Linked DNA regions of Mus musculus: region 1 is linked to region 2. Evidence: chromatin contacts called from public HiChIP or PLAC-seq data. All regions are on one chromosome and are shown on one strand. Each heading gives the region's core, a stretch centred on a gene start, on an enhancer-like site or on the middle of the called end of the contact. The rest is flanking DNA. Distances are from core to core; before and after follow the strand shown. Region 1 overlaps 9630002D21Rik (a long non-coding RNA gene). Region 2 overlaps Arid4a (AT rich interactive domain 4A (RBP1-like)).

Evidence for each region. HiChIP or PLAC-seq counts read pairs in DNA pulled down with a chosen protein or histone mark.
Region 1: a contact with region 2 is called in an H3K27ac HiChIP or PLAC-seq map of the NIH/3T3 cell line, with 7 times the contacts expected there. The contact joins two enhancer-like sites. A contact is called at or near these places in 1 of 115 datasets of contacts at active chromatin or transcription factors (the NIH/3T3 cell line) and 1 of 9 other capture datasets (embryonic stem cells).

The regions. Positions count from the first base shown.
Region 1 is chr12:71,702,304-71,708,784 of GRCm38.p6, reverse strand. The region is part of intron 2 of 9630002D21Rik (a long non-coding RNA gene); the gene reads right to left. Among named protein-coding and RNA genes, the nearest start is that of Gm46356, 76 kb to the right of the region's middle. Within about 2 kb of position 5,069, at least 24 of the 459 cell types and tissues checked have an H3K27ac peak or open chromatin away from gene starts, as enhancers often do. A contact at or near this core is called in the NIH/3T3 cell line, where this site is marked.
Region 2 is chr12:71,047,831-71,054,657 of GRCm38.p6, reverse strand. The region is part of intron 11 of Arid4a (AT rich interactive domain 4A (RBP1-like)); the gene reads right to left. Among named protein-coding and RNA genes, the nearest start is that of Arid4a, 35 kb to the right of the region's middle. Within about 2 kb of position 3,472, at least 42 of the 459 cell types and tissues checked have an H3K27ac peak or open chromatin away from gene starts, as enhancers often do. A contact at or near this core is called in the NIH/3T3 cell line, where this site is marked.

The DNA.
Region 1 (6,481 bases), core at 3,820-6,319, 650 kb before region 2:
CCTACAGTGGAAACCTTTCACAAAGGTAGGCTGTGGATAAATAGTTCTTCAGGTCTCTGCTAAGTTAGAAGATAGGGTTGGGAAGTGTCTCACTTGGCTCACTGAGACACTTAAAAAACCGACCACAGACTTAATGAAAGAGGGTATTTCCAATTCAGTGCTGCCTCTACCACCAGGTTATCTTCCAAGTACCATTACTCTCTCTCTCTCTCTCTCTCTCTCTCTCTATATATATATATATATATATATATATATATATATATATGTGTGTGTGTGTGTGTGTGTGTGTGTGTGTGTGTATGTGTATATATATATATTTCAGTGTTTATAGAGGAAAACATATGGATCTTTGGTACTAGTGGAGATTAGCAATAATGCTCAAACATCGCAAGAATGTCCATTGACGGCCCCCCCCCCATCCTTTCTGGGAACTTCTGTAATACTGAGAAATGGACCCATCTCTGAGAGCCCTGGACCTAGAAACTTAGGGTCACACAGACTTGGGTTCCACTACTACGAAACTATTAAGAAACACGAAGACACATGGTTGATTGTTCTGAGCCTTCTTCTTGGCAGGACTGGTAATAGTAACGGTCCCTCTCTCTTACACTGAGGTTTCAGTGAATGGACACAAGGCACACATTCGTGTGCTGTCTGGCATCTACTAGACACAGTCAGCATTTTCTCTAGTCTCTTGCTCCAACTCAAATTTCCAGCAACAGAGATCTAAGAAGAAATTACATATCGTTTTGATATATTTAAGCGTTTTAGTTATTTTATTTTTAATCACTCTGGCAGGCTCTGAAACGCGCCGCCGCCTTTGTGCAGTGCTCAGATGTGACCTCTAGATGGCAGTATGAACTCAGCTGATGGAGGCAGTTACTTTGAAACAACAGAGAAGGGCAAGGCTTCTTGCTTTCATGTTAAATGACACTGTAAAAGACAATGCCCATTCTTTGATTTTAAAAGATATTGGGCATATATCTATCTTTCATTCTGGAAATAAACTTAGGATGGAAAATATGAAAACACATGACTCTGGATTTCTTAGTCTGAACACATTGGCCTCTTCCACAGATAGCACAAAATGTGCTAAATTTAACAATTGCTCTTGAACTAAAAATATTACATCTGTTATTACAATTTCTAGGGTGTTGATCCTCAGAAATCATTCAGGATCATGAGACCCCCATGTCTGCTGTTCCGTCCACACCATACCTGTGTGGTGTTAATTTAGATTCGGCTCCATTAGACATGCACCCATGTCTGTCAAAACTATGAAGAGTGAATTATTTTAAAAGGTGGTATAGGTGTTTCTATAGAAACAGCATGGAGAATTTTGCTATTGGAGGTATTGGTATTCATTCGATAAATATTTAGTCAGCACCTAGTATTCAATAAGCAAAATAGTGTGCTGGATGATAATAAGAGCTACAGATAAAAAGGATGAGGAAGAGAAGAAAAGGGAGACATTAAAATACAAATTTAAGATGTCAGAAGAGATACTGAGTAAAGATGGGAAATGGAGCGTGTATGGAGGAACAGTGGTGTGTGCTAGCCTACAGCACTCTAGGCAGAAGGACCCACGGGGGCAAATGTGCAGGAGCATCAAGAAAGCTAGTTATTGGACAAACCATTCTCTCCCAGCCTGTGAGGGTCTTTTTCATCTCTTAATGGCATCTTTTAAGATTTGAAAGAAAACTTTAATTTCTAATGAAGTACAGAGTATCCTTTTTTCATGAGTTACTCTTGGGTGGTGGGGGACATGTGAGGATCATGTCTGAGTGTGAGAAACATGGAACATTGCACGCATTGACACATCGTTGCTGTCTAGGGGCAGTGCTAATGTCCCTACAGTTCCAGTGTTAGCCTAGTGTCTCTGCTGGGGCAGTGAGTACTTCAGCTACCTCCTGGAAGTGTTACAGTGTTGCGTTTTCCTTCTGGGTCTGGTACCCATGGAAGTGTTACTGTGTTGCGTTTTCCATCTGGGTGTAGTACCCATTTTGAATTACTTTCTTGATCTCTGTGTAGGCTCTTCATTGTTGTTGTTGTTGTTGTTGATGATGATGTTTGATTTGGGTATCCAGTGGTGCCATATCCAGCTTGTTAAAAAACATTCTGTGTTCCCCTTTCATTGGACTGCCCTTGCTATCACTATGAGGGTCTGTTTCTGAGTACTCCATTCTTCCCCTTGATCTATCTATTCTTTTTTCAGCTGTGTTGGTCACAAGAGCTTTATGGTAAGTCTTGGAATGTCAGGTACTATTAGTAGTAGTATTAGTAGCACGATGATGATGATGATTGATAGTTTTTCTGGCCCTTTTTCCCATAAGGACTATAGAATAAACCTGTCAATGTCTGCAAAATAGCTTAGTGGGATTTTTTGACTAGGATTGCACTGACTCTATATGTCTTTTTATGGTCCCAGAGTTAAGATTATTTTTAACTTTACAATGGTGCAAACACGATACACATTCAGTGAAACAATATACATCGACTCTGATTCTTTCCTTGGCTAGAAGTAGGAGTTACAGTTCTTGTTCATGAACCTGAAAGGCAGCAGTCACAACCCCCAGCTAGCCATGTGATCATCAGGGTAAACAGCCTACACTTTACCATGTATGTACTATATGTATGTATGCAAACTATGATGTTTGGTTAAGTGTCTTAGATTGCTAAATGCATTTCAATTTATGATCAATTTAATTCATGAATCAAGGAACATCTGTAGTTGAAAGAATCCCCCATTCTGTTCCCTGTGCTGAAGACCACACCCAGACTCTTATATAGCTTAAGCAAGCAAGCTCTCTATCTACCTCTGAGCTACATACATCCCGGCCCTTGGCTGTCTTTAGACAGTCTCACTATACACCTGAGGCTGGGCTTGAACCCATGATCCTCCTGCAAGATGTATTTATAGGTGTTAACTACCATTTCTGGCATAAGAATGACAACTTATCGATATTAACTCTTCATACCACCCATACACAGATGTCTTGCACCAGAGTCTCTTTCTCCTCATAGAGACCTTGTACTAATTGTATTAGAGTTAACAACTCAGCATCTCAGTTACGTATGCCCGCATATCCTATTATATAATACAATCAATGTTATATTGAAATTCAGTTTCTGCTTTGGGTAAAAGATTTTCTACCACCAAGGTTTTCTTTCTCCTCTCTCAAACGCTAATGGAGAGTAGAGGATTTCCTTGTGTGAGGCTCCACATGTGTTAACCATGAGCCACTTGCCATGACTCACTGATAGGGAGCATAGATGGCAGAAGGATTGTTAATAAGCCACAGGCACAGTTAAAGCAAACAAAACGATGCTCAACGGTTCCCTAAGGTTGGGCATGGTGGCACACACCTTTAATCCCATCACTCGGGAGGCAGAGGCAGGCAGATTTCTGAGTTAGAGGCCAGCCTGGTCTACAAAGTGAGTTCCAGGACAGCCAGGGCTATTCAGAGAAACCCTGTCTGAAAAAAACCAAACAAAACAAAACAAAACAAAACAAAACCCAAAAAACAAAATAACCCAAAAAACCAAAAAACCAAAAAAGACGCAGCTTAAAGATGAGTGAGGCTGAAGAGGACACAGCATCCCAACCATTCATACCCCAGTGGATCACACACTTTGTGTGCCTCTTTTTGTGTTCCTATGTAGATGTATTTGATCTAGCCTTGAATTCCTCAGCTCCAACCTATGTGTCCTGTGACAGACACTATGGATTATGGTGACAATGAGATCCTCATTAAAATGAGATGTGTTTGCTTCTCTTAAGGTGGCACAGTGTTAGAGACATAAAACACCCATGCCACACCTTCTAGTGTCCTTGGCACCCGACTCATATAACCTCTGACTTGGCTCCAGTTTCTAACTCCCTTCTGTTCTGCATACGTGCACCTGTGTTAACACCATGTTGTAATAGTAAAACCGTCATCACCATGCTTACCTACCTCTGGGATTACATCTTCATTAGGAAAAAAACATCGTTTTTCCAAAAATTAGGTTCAAGAAGCTTTCATATGCTAAAGTATGCGGTGTTTTACTTAGAATTCTAGAACAATGTGAGGATGGGCGGAGCAGAAGGGAGATAAAAGGACTGAAAATGAGGTGATAAGCATTGCAGCTGAGGGCTGAGTGGCAGGTGGGAGGGGCCACTGCAGCTGAGTGGCAGGTGGGAGGGGCCATTGCGTCTGAGTGACAGGTGGGAGGGGCCTTACACTGTGTGGAAGTCTTTACTTTTCTCTGACATTTCCATACCAATTTTATTTTATTTTTTTCAAGAAGAGAAGGAGAAGCTCTTTTAAAACCAGCAGGATATGGATGGGGACAGGGCTCAGCCGATAAGGCGTTTGCCTCACAAACACGTGGACATGAGTTTGATCCCCAGAATTTGCTTTAGAAGGAAGGTACAGTCACAGACTTGTCATCAGAGCACTGGCAAGTGAGACAGGAGGACCCTGAGTCTCACTGGTCAGCTAGCCTAGGCTAACTGATGAGCGTCATGCCACTGAGAGACTCCTTCTCAGAGGAACTGGATAGAATTTCTGAGGATGACATTCAAGGGGGTCCTAGACTCCACACATGTCCGTGTACGCACAGGAACATACACAGGAAGAAAGAAGGAAAGAAAGGAAGAAAGGAAGAAAGAAAGAAGGAAGGAAAGGAAGGAAGGAAGGAAGGAAGGAAGGAAAGGAAGGAAGGAAGGAAAGGAAGGAAGGAAGGGAAGGAAGGAAAGAAGGAAAGGAAGGAAAGAAGGAAAGGAAGGAAGGAAGAAACTTTCAAAATAATGCCTGTTAACATTTGCTGTGCATAGAGCCTTCCTCACTACTTTGTAGAGACAGACCTCTGCAAAACTGGGGAAACTGAAGGAATGTTAGGGTGTCAGCAGCCTCAAGCATAGTTTAAGATGAAGACAACAAGAAAGCTGGCGTGACAAGCACTGGTTTGAGTGTATCAGTGACTTGCAAAGCAAAATCCCGCAAGGCTGGGCAGTAATACAGCAGTACTACGTGATCAGAGCCGACTGTGATCAGATGTCCATGACTCATCGGACATTGGGCTGTACCTTACACGTGACATCACACTGAGTCTCCCTGATTGGGCTGTACCTTACACGTGACATCACACTGACTCTCCCTGAAGTGCTGCCATTATCTTATTTTATAAGTGAACAGTGACCGGGAGGGGACAAACAGCTTGCCCAACATCACCCTCTCTAAAGGATGAAGCTACATTAGAGCTAACACAGTCTCTCAATAGAGTCTGAATTCATTGACATTGTGTTTGTCTTGAAGAAAAAAAAAAGAAGTAAATTTGAATAAGTGAACTGGAAACGCCTATGAAAATTTCATAAATGAACCTGGGTCAAGTTATAGGCAGGCAGCTGATTCTGATTCTGGGAATCTGGGTGCTGTGAGGAAAGAGCAGGAGGAGACTAAGCCGGGAGGAATGAGGCTCGTGCCTGCGGTCTAAAACCTTAGGGAGGCATGTGCTGAATCATCCAATAATCAAGACACACGATTTAGTAATACACCTAGCAGTAAAAATGAAGTTATTGTGAATAAAGTAAAATGCCAAAACCTAAAATACAGAATTGGTAACTGGGCTATCCTTCATCACCCCCAAGTCTCTCTCTCTCTCTCTTTCTCTCTCTCTCTCTTTCTCTCTCTGTGTGTGTGTGTGTGTGCTCTCGAGTGCATGCGTGCGTGCACGTGCATGTATGCCTTAAGTGCAGGTGTGCATATGTCAAGCTATTTGTGTAGAAATCCCATGACAACTCTTTGAATTGGTCCTCAATCCTTGTAGGATTTGGGGATCAAACTCAAGTTGTCAGCCTTGTGCAAAAATGCATCTCTCCACTGGAGCATTTTACCAGTCCCAGCTTTTATTTGTCAACAAGATATTATGTAGCTTTCTTTATTCTTGAAGATTTTAGTGATCCTCCCCCCCCACCCCTTTTTGTGCCAAGAGACAGGACAGAAGTCCCTCCCAGGCATGACAAGAGTTTACGATTATGGGAGGTGCATAGTCTCTATCAGGGTTTCTCCCTGTCATCTCAAAATCATTCAGAAGAATACAGGTTATGTGTGATTCTATGTGTGATTCAAAACAAAGCAAGCCAAAACCCAGTCACTGGGCACGTGATTGCAAATACTTATCAAGGACACAGCCAGCTGGTGTCTGGCCACACCAGGAGTCCCTTCTGGGACATCTGTGGTTTGTACTGATGCATTCACATGGTCGAAACTCAGAGCCTTTGCTGCTGCAATGAATCTGAAAACCAACGCTCCTCCTCTGCATGTAAACATCTCTCACCTGAGAATCTTGACGAAATGCAGATACTGAAGAACTCTGGTCTACGCCGGAGGCTAGGCCTCACAAGCCCTTACTTGCTGCTGCAGCTGGCGGCTGCGACTGCAGTTGCCGCTGTGACTGCCGCTGCTATGGCAATCACACTAGAAAGAAAGCAAGATTC
Region 2 (6,827 bases), core at 2,223-4,722:
CCTGCATGTATGTCTGCAAGGGTGTTGATCCCTGGAACCGGAGTTACAGAGCTGTGAGCCCCACATGGGTGCTGGGATTGATCCTTGGCCCTCGGGAAGAGCAGTCAGTGCTCTTAACTGCTCAGCTATCTCTTCTCTAGCACCCAAAAAGATTTTTTTAAATATTTATTTCTTTTTTGTGTATGAGTACACTGTTGCTGTCTTCAGACACAGCTGAAGAGAATGTTGGATTCCATTACAGATGGTTGTGAGCCACCATGTGGTTGCTGGGAATTGAACTCAGGACCTCTGGAAGAGTAGTCAGTGCTCTTAACCACTGAGCCATCTCTTTAGCCCTAAGAATACTTTTTAAGTGGCTGGAGAGACAGTTCAACAGTTAAGAACTCTTGCTGCTCCTGCAGAAGTATTTGACTCTCAGAGTCCACACAGTGTCTCCCAGGTGTCCCTAAGTCCTGTTCCAGCAGATCTGATGCCTTATTCGGACTTCCCTAGACGCCAAGCATGCACACAGTGCACAAACATACATTCAGGCAACACACTCATACATATAAAATGAAATAAATCTAAAAAAATGAAAAAGAAAAGGCTTGGTACAATGACCTGCACCTGTAGTCGCAGCTACTCAGGAGGCAGAGCCAAGAGAATTCAAGAGCGCAGGAATTCAAGGTCAGCCTGGGCAGCAGAGCAACACTACATCCCAGAAAAGGTGAGGGAGGGCGAGGGAGGGAGAACTTAACATAGACGCTAATGAACAATCTACAAAGTAAAAACAAAACAAAACAAAAAACAAACAAAAACCCAACTATGTACAAAGTTTCAAATACAAAACCAGATAGTAGAGCAGGAAATAGGATACAGTTGCCATCCCAGAGCTTGGGAGGTAAAGGTAGGGGGAATTCAAGGTCATCTTCTGCTTAGGCTTCTAGAGCTCCTGCCTTAAATACACAGGGGTGGGGAGATGGCTCAGTGGATAATGGTGGCGGGTTGCTACCAAGCCTCACAGCCAGAGTTCAAGCCCCTGACTAGCATGGCTGGTGAGCCTCCTCTACCCAAATAAAATGTACATAAATAACTAACTATAAAGCAAAAGAGAAATAAGTTTTAAAAATTAAGTAGGCAGTATTTGTGTAAGGTCCAAAGGTCCTGACAGCAGTGAATTTCCTGAATAAATAAATCTGGAATAATGTGACATTAAGTAATGCCAAGTACACTGCTTTGAAAAAGAGATATTACATAACATGCTTTAGAAATATTTTAAGTAAAAAGTTAAAAAAAAAAAACACCTCTTTTGTGTCCTAAAATTATTTATTCCCAAAGGGATCACATGTAGTTTCTGGTTTGAAAAAACTAGCTTCAGATCTAGTGCAGAGACCAGCCTGGGGGAGGGGGAGGGGCAGGCCAGCAGTTATGTGCTAATGCACTAGTCTAGGAAAAGCCAGAGATTGCCTGGACCAAGTGCGGCAGAGTAAAAATGTAAAGAGGTGGGCAAAGTAAGGAGCTATTCAAGGAGGTAGAAGACAAAGGGTTTGTGTCTGAATGGATTCAGATGGAAAGACCAAGAAAACAATCAAGGTGCCTTCTGTGTATCTGGCTTAGGCAACTGGGTGTGGTGCTTTTATTAAAATAGATTAGGAATGGCCAGGAAGGGAGGTAATCGAAGCTGTGGGCATACTGAGTTTGAGTACTTATAAACATGAAAAAAATTCCAGACAGTTTTATATAAATGTCTGTAGCCAAGAGACATCTGAGGTGTGCACAGAGATTTGGGGTCATTCTATCATTTAGTTGGGAAGTAAACCAGAAAACCAATGTAATGTCATGCCATCTGAGTGCTACTAAGGTGTCAGATGAGATAAGAAACACTGTTGTTTGGTTAAAGGTCTCTGGTGACTGTCAGCAGTTGTTCTGGTTGTGATGAGAGGACAAGACACCACAGTGACAGATGCAACTGAGCAACCTGGACAAAAGGGTAAGCGCAGACAGACAGACAGACAGACAGACAGACAAGTGGAGGAAACTTGAGGGCAGAAGAGGCGGGAACAGAATGGAATGGGCTAGAGGAGGAGGAGAGGGAGCTGATAGACTCAGACTTCTGATCCAGAGCAGAACCCCAGGGACCTGGCTCTCAGAGGGCGACACGCTGTCAAGTGTGCCTGGGAAAAAGAACAGGCTGTTGGGTCTAAGTCTCCTCTCATGCCTCATGCGGTTCATAATCTGCTCCCACCCGAAACTTAGGGGGTTTCTTTCCAAAGCCGGAGTGGAGACAAGGTGACATTCAAAGAAGATGACTTGATTGCAAACACTGAATTACCCAGTAATAGTTGGAGAACCAGTTAACTCAGATCCTAAAATTTACAGAAATACCATTCCTCACTGAAATACCATTCCTCACTGTTACACACATGCCAAACACTTCCAGGAACACAAAGGAAGTGATATATTTACTGCAAGATGCTGTTTTACAATTTAACCATCCCACTTAAAATAATTTTATGACTCTTGCATTTCAAAAGTTAAAGTAAACCCAATAAATTACTTTTCCACTTGAAATGATACATACACTATAATCAAGATGTGATAGTCGTGCTCTCATCAAGACCATTTATTTATCTTATTTATTTATTATTTGTTTGCAAATACTGCATGTGTGTGTGTGTGTGTGTGTGTGTGTGTTTCAAGACAAGGGCTCTCTATGTAACCCTGTTTGTAGACCAGGCTGACCTCAAATTCACAGAAATCCTCCTGCCTTTGCCTCCCAGGTGCTAAGATTAAAGGCATGCACCATCACCAGCTGGTTATCATCAAGTTTTTAACGTCACCCAAACCTCTTATATGACCTCTAATATAAAGTATGATTACGTAAAACTTTTTTTTTTTTTTTAACCATGGAGAGATGGCGCCATGGTTAAGAGCACTGGCTGCTCTTCCAGAGGACCTGGATTTGATTCCCAGTTCCAGGGGATTCTGACTCCCGCCTTCTGGCCTCCACAGATACCAGGCATGCAAGTAGTGCAAAGACATTCATACAGATAGAACACCTCTACACAATAACTATTTTTAAAATGTAGCTAAATTTATGTGAACAAATGTATAAATCTTATTAGTCTCATTATGTGAATTTAGTGTTGTTTATGTTTTAGGCTGAAGTAGTAACGACTTTTAAAAACTCATTAAGACTTCTTAAATAGAGATTTCGGGGCTGAAGCGATGGCTCAATGGTCAAGAGTACTGAATGCTCTTCCAGAGGTCCTAAGGTCAACTCCCAGCAACCACATGGTGACTCATAACCATCTGTAAAGGGATATGATTTCCTTTTCTGGTGTGTCTGAAGACAGCCACAGTGTGCTCATAAAAGAAAAAAAAATTAAAAGAATAAAGAGACTTCTCTTTTTTAATGTGTATGTATGTTTCTGCCTGCATACACAAGTGCTCCATATGCATTCAGTGCCTGAGTAAGCCAGAAGAGGGCACTGGATCGCCTGGAGCTGGAGGTAGAGATGTCTGTAAACTGCCATGTGGGTGCTAAGTAGCAAACTGGCCAGACTGAGGTCTTTTGCACAATCTGCCATGCTCTTGGCCCCTTAACCATCTCTGTCCAGCCCACTGTTATTTTTCATTTCCTTGTTTAATAGTCTAAATTTAAGCAAATTGTTGTATTTGAATGTAAGCTAATATCTAAGGTATTCATTAAAGGAGGTTGTGTCAAATCTACTTAAAGCCTATTATTATTGGTAACTGAAGTTATTAAAATCAGCTTTGATATCTATATTAAAATTTAAAACCTTAAGCTTTACTGACATTACAGTTTTCCTGAGTTATCAGGCATTTACTGTGGGTCTATACACAGAGTGGTCTTGAATAGTCACCAGCAAATGCCTATAACCTACATGGGCAGAGATTGACACAGATGACATTTGATTCAAATACCAAAAAAAAGAATAGTCATATTTCCAGGAATTTAAAAACTTAAGCACTTATGACTTTTACAACAATGGAAAATTATCTTGGGCACTAAATATGGTAATCCCTACAAAAGCTTCAAGATTGGAAAAATGAGTATGTCAATACATTAGACCAAAAAGAGTAGATCTTATAAAAAAACTCACTAATTTTAATTTTCATTGTTACACATGAAATCTGATACACAAGGTCTACTGATAAAGTCATGATGATTTAACCTAAAACTGGTTAATTTCCTCTTGATAATTAACCTTTTAACATCTTACCCTTAGAAAACTCCCCTACATTTATCCAATATAAACCTAAGTCAAGAGAAATAAATAATTCCTATCATTTCTATTCATCTGGACTTTCCAATAAATTTCCAAGCTAAAAAAAATTAGTAATGTCTTTTCTAATATAAAACTTTCTTAACAAAGACATTTAAATAAGACCACAAAAATCATCTCTAAGCAGCTCTTTTTGGCCTAGTTATCTATGTGTTGCAATTACCAATACAGACAGGAAGTATTCCTGCCCCATCCGCAAGTCTCTTCCAAGCACAGCCTGAGACACGCTGCTTACACTCAAAGCCTGACGTGGCCTCTGAGTAGGAAATAAAATACTAAATAAAAAAGCTCCTGCCCCTGGAAAGCTGCACAATGTCCAATCTTACTGCTCCAACTAATGCTTGAATCCCCGCAGCACGGTTAACGAACAGAGGCTACTGCTCATTCGCACTGCACAAACACCAACACTTGTATGATTCTGCAGCATATGCTTGCTAGCCTACCCTGGCTGACGATCTACAGTGTTGTTTAATGGTTTACAGAATGTTCCAAAGGATCTTTAGATCCTTGTAGAGCAGCATCCCATCCTCATAAGCAGCCCAGCATCCCTTCATCTGAGGGAGAACTATGCTCTGTACTGTAATACAGCAGTTAGCCTCACTGGTGTGGGGAAGGCCCATAATGACTAAGCCAGGTAGGCCCTGGCTCCTCAGATCAGCCAGTGCACATCACACTCCGGTTTCTCCTCTTGCTATGTGTGCTTTGAAGCAGCTCTCGATTGATCAGCATGTTAAATTGTTTTAAGAATTATTCTTCAAGATGAGTTAGAATGATTCAGCAACTAAATCTCAAATCCAAGAGCAGGAAATGCAGCTGATCCTTCCCCTGAAACAAACACGATCTCACTAAAGGAAGCCCACTAAGGTGGCCAGAGAACTACTTTACAACAAGCCTGTGGCAATTGACCAAACAGTGGGAAAATGAGCAGCTGAGAAATAATGTAGAATAAACTGCATAAAGCATGCCTACAGTTTGTGATTTTTGCTATTTTTCTGTCAGGAATAAAGCAACCGTACCCACTAAATTTTAGCAAGTTCATAAGAGACACACTGTAAGGAGACATTATTTTTCTAAGTGTCCTTATCTTTGAATTTTTCTTTGCTGTTATTCCTGCAAATTTTAGCCTCTGCTCTGTGCATTTTTCCTAGCATTTCTCACTAGCCACTTGGATGAAACATTACACTATTACAGAATTAATCACTATAACACAGACACCATTTACTGTCTTAGAGGCACCTCTGCAACTTCTTTCAAAGCTCTTTTTAGCCTCTTTGTTTAAAATTTCAGGCTATTTTTTGAGGGATAGGGAAAATACATTCTGGAAGGGACACTAATTAAAAGTATTAGCAGAAATAAAGAGACTAACCCTTCTTTCAGCATTTGGCGATATAAGATCCTAATTAATGTTCAATAGAAATCCAACAGCTAACCACAGCCTGCTAAGAGTTCACACCCTGAAAATGTGGCCTATTTACCCTGAAACACACAACCTAAGACTAAATACACATAAAATTCAGACATCACATCTAATATTCAAAATTTAAATCCTAAGACAATTTTTTTTTTGCCAAATTGTCTCAGCACAGTCATTCCAAAAGCTATCTTATGTTGGAGAAAAATCCCCTTTACCCTCTAATCTTCTAAAAATAGATTCCTACTGTCTTTTACAAGAAACAATTATGCTTGGTTATGAGCTCTACCGTACCAGCCATATAATCAACACCTAAAAATTGTATTTAATCTCATTTTTTGTCAACCAAAACAATAACTAAATATTAAAAAAAAAAGTCTTACCTATGTGCTGCATTTCCTTTCAAATGCAAAACGGTTAGATTCCCCTTCTACTAGTGCAGGCTCTGGGCATGTCAGTCTGATTGGCAAATATCTGCTGTCCCCTCTGAGGTCACAGCATCCGCAGGGCGATACAGCACTACTTACATTCTCTTCCACATAAAAATCAGACATTACATGAAAGGAAGAGAAAGACAGCCCATTTCAAAGCAGCTGGCAAACCTCCACTGGCAACCTGCCAAGCCTCTGCTAACCCTTCCTGTCTTTCTGAGCATGCTCACTTAAAACCAACAGCATGTTACTATGGCAACTCTGTCGGCAGCCTGTAAGTATGAACCGCCATTCTGATTTCAGAGTGTAAAAAGCCAAATGCTGCAGGGGAAGTCAAAGGCAAGAACCAGCATACATTCTTCCCCACATATAAATCTAGCCGTGGCGTTCCAAAAGCTCACACGTGTGCATGTAAAACAAACAAAAGCATCGCACATTTTCAAGGCAGAATTTTTCATGCTCAAATAGGTGGTCGTTTTCAATAAACTCATGCTTTGTTTTGCCTCTCAACAACTGAAATTACACTAGAAAATTCATCCCGTTTAACAAAACCCTGGCGACTCCACAGCCTGGCAGCATCTGAGCAGCCACGGTAACCCTATGGATGGCTTCTGTAACCTACAATCAGAGCATGCACAACACGGCTGCAGTACAAAGAAACCCACTCATGATAAAATCACAATCTACAGTTTTTTC